Regions from separate parts of the Anas platyrhynchos genome. Here region 1 is linked to region 2. The links are chromatin contacts, called in public Hi-C maps. All regions are on one chromosome and are shown on one strand. The core of a region is the stretch at or near the end of the contact, and the rest is flanking DNA. Distances in the headings are between cores, read along the strand shown. Region 1 overlaps AHNAK2 (AHNAK nucleoprotein 2). Region 2 overlaps GPR132 (G protein-coupled receptor 132).

Region 1 (2,700 bases), core at 50-2,549, 190 kb after region 2:
CCCCTTCCTCTCTTCTCATTTTTGATTACTGTGGTGGGTCATATTTAGCCTTAAAAGGTCAAAAATAAATCAATAAATAAATAAATTCAAGACCAAAAAAATATTTCACATTTTAAGGTACCAAAATAAAACATGGTGGTAAAGAATAATTATAAAAATTTGGATAAATAAATTTTTATGTGTATATTTACTGGATAGATAAATGCACAGAATGATCTGCCACACTTTGGTGGAATTGCTTCAAAGATTTTCTGGGAAAGGAGATGTATATAATTATTTACCTCTGTTTATATTAATGCTTCTCTAAAGTGCACAGCCAAAACCAGAGTGCATATGTGACAGCCTTCATATGTATCATTAAAACACTGTCTGTATTCTTAATTCACAATAAACTCACCATATGAAAAATAAAACAAGTACCATGAATTACTGATAGTGCCATTAGCATTTTCTAGTTCTGAAAACTGCAGCTGAAAACCCCAGGTTTGATTTGCAGGTTTGATTGTATCCCACTCTATGCTCCTCAGTGACTGCTTAATGGCAGTACAGTTTCTAAATATGATGGCAGTGGTTACAAATTAATCTGAGACTTTTCACCCATTACAATCCCAAGTTTTACAATTTGCATGTGCAGTCATGCATCTTTATTTTTTTTCATCCTGTCTTTTCTCATCCTTTTCTCATCCTGTCTTATCTATCTCTATATTCTACTTCATACAGGGAATGCAGACATAGCAAAACATTCAGAAATTGAGTTATCATGGAAGTGTACTTGTTTGTGTAACCATTTGTAGCTCAAGATATTCTCCATGTCTGCATCTTCATGGTAGTCTTAAATATTCTACAGACCTTCTGGAAGCCTGTGTTCCTCATATTATCTCTGAAGAGACTGTTGACATAAGTAGTAGGCCTGTATGTGGATCATGCAGCATTTCCCCAAAGTTTCTCTAAGTTTATGTGTCATTGTTGAAAAGACTCGAAGTTACCACATCAGACAACATATACGAGGACTGAAGAAGAGCATTGTGATCACGCCAGAAAAACTGAGACCAGAAAAACGTAATATACGTAATAAAGGACATCCCATTGTAACAGCAGTTCTCATCTGCCTGAAAGGCAGCCTTCACGTAAAAAGTTTCTCAGGTAGTGTCCCTTAACTTAGGCACACAGAAAGAAATCCACCTTGACAGTACCACCTCTAGGAGTCTGTCATGATGGTGAAAGAATGAGGTCAATTAAAACTGAGCTCTGAGACAGCAATGACCACAGAGCAATACTCTCTATTATGTTATTAAAAGTTGAATGAAGTAGATGAGGAAAGAACAATAGAGAAAAGAAGCAGCAATAAAACCTTTCTCCAATAGGCTACTGTCAGCTTGGTGAAAGTGAAGGTTAGGAAAAAAACAACCATGTTAACAAAGTATTTCCCAATGGTCTGAGTGCAGGAATAGCTAAGGACAGAGCTTAAAAGAGTGCAAGGAGCACAGACATAAGTCTGCAAAACACTGACATCTTGTCAACAGGCTCCTGTGTTTCTGACCCCACCTATTTTTTGACTCTCAGGCTGTTTCCTTAACTATGGTAGGTTTCTTGGGATACTGCTGTTCATTTTTTAATGCTGGAAAATTGGGCTGTTCAGCTAAACATCTATGTGCAGTCTCCAGCCACACAAACCTAGAACTACAATTTGGCATGGAAAGGGAGCTATAAATACATTAAAAAGAAGCACATGTATGTCGCCGTTCCTTCTCTCCCACCCCAGTATCCTTCATTGTTGGGACATAAATACATGACTATTAGCTGGCTATTTTGCTGTTATATTTCCTAGAAACATAGAATCACAGAATGGTTTGGGTTGGAATGGACCTTAAAGATCACCCAGTTCCAACCCCGTGCCGTGGGCAGGGACACCTCCCACCAGACCAGGCTGCCCAAAGCCCCATCCAGCCTGGCTGTGAGCACATCTAGGGATGGGGCATCCACAGCTTCTCTGAGCAACCTGTGCCAGTGCCTCACCACCCTCTGAGTGAAGAATTTCCTCCTAACCTCTAGACTAAATTCCTCACTTTTAGTTTAAAACCACTCCCCCTTCTCCTATCACTACCTGCCCGTGTAAAAAAGTCACCCTGCATCTTTTTCATGTCTCCTATTTGAAGTATGACCTCTGATATCCCAAAGGCAAGACAGCCAAAGTTAATCCTGAATGAGAAAACAGAGGCCAAGGAGCCAGTGCCCCTGATGAAAGAGCTAGCAGTTGTTGAAAAATTTATAACTATCAAAAAATTAGGATCAGAAACAGATAATAGAAAAGCTTTGGGATGAAGCTGATGTCTAATGCATGAGTTCAGGTAACTTTGTTGTCTTGTCCAAACGCATAAAGCTATGGAGCCTGCTAGGTACTGCATGGCTATCATCTGCATGGCTGTCAGCAGTGCTATAGCCACAAGGCCTTGCACCGAGCCAAGTGTCCTCAGAAACTTGCTGGGACAGCAGGGCAGAAGCTCTACACGAAATCCTCTCAAATAAAGGCAGGTCAGTTAGCTAAAGATGTACTTCATCACAGGTAGGTGAGAGGACCTGGGTCTAGCAGACTACCATGCTCAAGACCCAAGCCAGGAATTTTGCCTAGGCCCACCCAAGTAGACCAGCACTGAGCAATATCTGAACTGTCTGTGGCCAGGGCTTAGTTGACCTCCAAAC
Region 2 (2,700 bases), core at 3-2,502:
GGCCCAAAAGCCCTGAGGAGCTGGGCCTGGAGAAGCTGAGGAGCAGAGCAGGAAGGGAGGGGGCAAAGGAAGGTGGCATGCGAAAGAAACATTGGGAACTGTGTGTCTACAGAATAAGTCCCCTTTGGGAACATGTGTCTACAGAATGGCTTCTACCACTTCCTTCCTGCTCTGCACCATCGCTGGCTGCTTGCTGGTGAGGCAGGTACCTCAGGGGGAAGCATGCCTTCGCACAACGAGTGGCGAGCAACAGGCGTAGGCAGTGCAAAAAGAAGAATTCGCAGACAAACAGGGCCAAGAAGCACATGAAGCCCTGGGGGAGGGGAGGAGAGTGCACCTTCAACCACTCGGAGAGGTTTTGTGCACTATGGTGTTGTTGCTCATGGCTGAGACAGCGTGCGACTGTGCCACGTCCCCGCCTCAGCTGCCGCTGCCTCCATCACCTCCATCACCTGTTTCATTCACCTGCTGTGCTTCACAGCTCTGTCTCCAAGGCACCTTTGTGTTACACAGGTTCCTGGTGGTCTCACATCACTCAGACGCAAGGAGAGGACGAGCTCTCCTATGCCATGCTCTGGGTGAGGTCTGGCACAGAATCTCTGTTGACCCAGAAATCAAACGCTGCCTTTATCCCCCCTCCACCACTGTTTGGTTGGTGGCCTGCAGAAGGCCTCATCTCATTGACCCAAGGTGGCAGGTGCCCACAGGCAGAAAGAAATGAATGTCACTCCTTATCACAACTATCACATTTCTAAATAAATACCAGCTATGACTACACTTTCACTACTAGAAAAAAAAAAAAAAAAAAAAAAAAAAAAAAAAAAGGAAGCAAATTCAAAAACATTGCAGCAGCCCTGCTGAGTCCTGTGCCGTCTTCCCCCCACATAGTAGTGAGGATCCTCTTCTTCAGTCATCCTGAAGCTGGGACATTTGAAACTAAAGGAAGCTTCAGATCCTCCTAGAGAGGACCTGAACATATCCATTGGACACCAGATGGTCCAGCTCTCAGATGAGGAGACGTGTCCCTCTGGCACTTGGCTGGATCAAGGCATTGTGGCCTGACTAACACAGTGACCACTGCCTGCTAACCTCTAAAAGTTTCAGCATGCAAGCGGAGCATGGTTTGCCGCAGAGGGAAGTGGAAGGTAGACACTGAGCAGGTCACACCCTACAGTGTACTTCTTCCACACCAGCAGCACTTTCTCAGTTCCTGTGTCTACAGAATCCCCATTCCAAGTGTCACCCTGAGGAACAGCTTTCTGTGCCACTGTTGCTGGGGATGGCAGGTACCGCTGCCACTGCCCCGCCTGCTTGCTTACCAAGACTGGAAATGCATCTTCAATACGAAGCTGCTGTCACTGGGGCTCTGACTGTGTTTGTGTACTTGCTGCACATGAACACATTTTGGCATGGGCCAGGAGGACTTGGTCTTTATGGCTGTGGCTAGCACATCACTGCTGTGAGGATTTTGCAGCCTAACGCAGCCTTCGTCCATTTCCTCATACCATCCTTATCTGCATTAACTGAACTAGGTCTGGGGACTGAATGTTCCTCAGGCTATCTTGAATGATAGGTGCTCTGTTAGGCATTCAGGCAGAGCTGCTTATGCAGCCCCGGGGAGAGGAGGGAACGGCCCCACCAGCTCGCCCACCCTCCCAGAGATGTAGGAGACAATGCAGGTCCTCACTGCCCTGGGAGCAAACTGCTTCCCCCTATGTCTGCTTGAGATTGGCCCAAACCAACAAAAAATAAATGTTCATAGGCTGACACAAGCTACTTTCTCCTCTGCATGAACACAAGGTTAAAGAAATTGCTCGTGCACAGTGAGGATGAAGGCTCATACTCCACCTCTGTGTGAAGGGACTCAACTCTACCAACACATCTCACCGTGGCAGTTAGCTGACTGTTCCCTGGAGCAGGTGTCCACCTGAGTGCCCAAAAATTAGGCCAGACAAGATCTCTTCTTATTAAATGTCTTGCACCACAGGCAACTTCAACTCATAAATACAGGAAAGTACAAGTTTTAAGAGAATACAACACCATTACAGCACATTCACCTCCATGTTCCTCTCTTCACTTGGTAGATTTCCTTGTGGAAGTCGTGTGACTTTGCAATTAGTGCTTCTCCTAGCACTACATAACACTAACCAAATGCCAAGTCTGCTCTTGTGTATGGTTGCCTTGGAAAGGTGGAGTTTTTGTAACCACTCCTTTTCAAGGAGCATTAATTTTCTTCACCACCGTTTCTTAAAAGCATACATATTCTTCTCTTCAATCTTGTTTACTTCCTTTCACTACACATTTCCTGTTGTTTCCCAGAGGTATCAAACAGATGTGGCAGGCAGTTTTGCTGACTTGCTATGGTGAATGTTACATAGCACTACAAGTTTTTGCTCCTCATCTACAGTTATTCACTGAGAGAGGTGTGAATTATCTAGATCTGAACCACTGTGCTTTATTACAGTGTGGAAGTGCATGCCAGTATCCAGATTCTAGTTCCTGTATGCTGGGTAGTCTCTGATACATTAAGTGCCCTCAACCAATTGAGATAGTTGTCCCATTTGACCAGAAATGATAGCTTCTTCCACCAGCCTCCATCTGAAATCTCAGCAGTTTGCAATTTTTGTTACTGAGTTTGAAAAAAAAAAAAAAAAAAAAAAAAGATTGGAGATTTATACCCTTAATGCTGTTAATTTCCTC

What was found. Hi-C and Micro-C count contacts between places; a contact is called where the count stands out from the background.
Region 1: a Hi-C map of skeletal muscle shows a contact between it and region 2, with 5 times the contacts expected there. The contact joins two enhancer-like sites. A contact is called at or near these places in 4 of 8 Hi-C or Micro-C datasets (F1 follicle, skeletal muscle and subcutaneous adipose tissue).

The regions. Positions count from the first base shown.
Region 1 is chr5:9,048,617-9,051,316 of IASCAAS_PekinDuck_T2T, forward strand. AHNAK2 (AHNAK nucleoprotein 2) reads left to right here. Exons shown (of 7, transcript XM_072038223.1): 7 at 1-426. Among named protein-coding and RNA genes, the nearest start is that of PLD4, 19 kb to the right of the region's middle. Within about 2 kb of position 1,300, at least 2 of the 8 cell types and tissues checked have an H3K27ac peak or open chromatin away from gene starts, as enhancers often do.
Region 2 is chr5:8,861,824-8,864,523 of IASCAAS_PekinDuck_T2T, forward strand. All of the region lies in intron 1 of GPR132 (G protein-coupled receptor 132), which reads left to right. Among named protein-coding and RNA genes, the nearest start is that of CDCA4, 17 kb to the right of the region's middle. Within about 2 kb of position 1,253, at least 2 of the 8 cell types and tissues checked have an H3K27ac peak or open chromatin away from gene starts, as enhancers often do.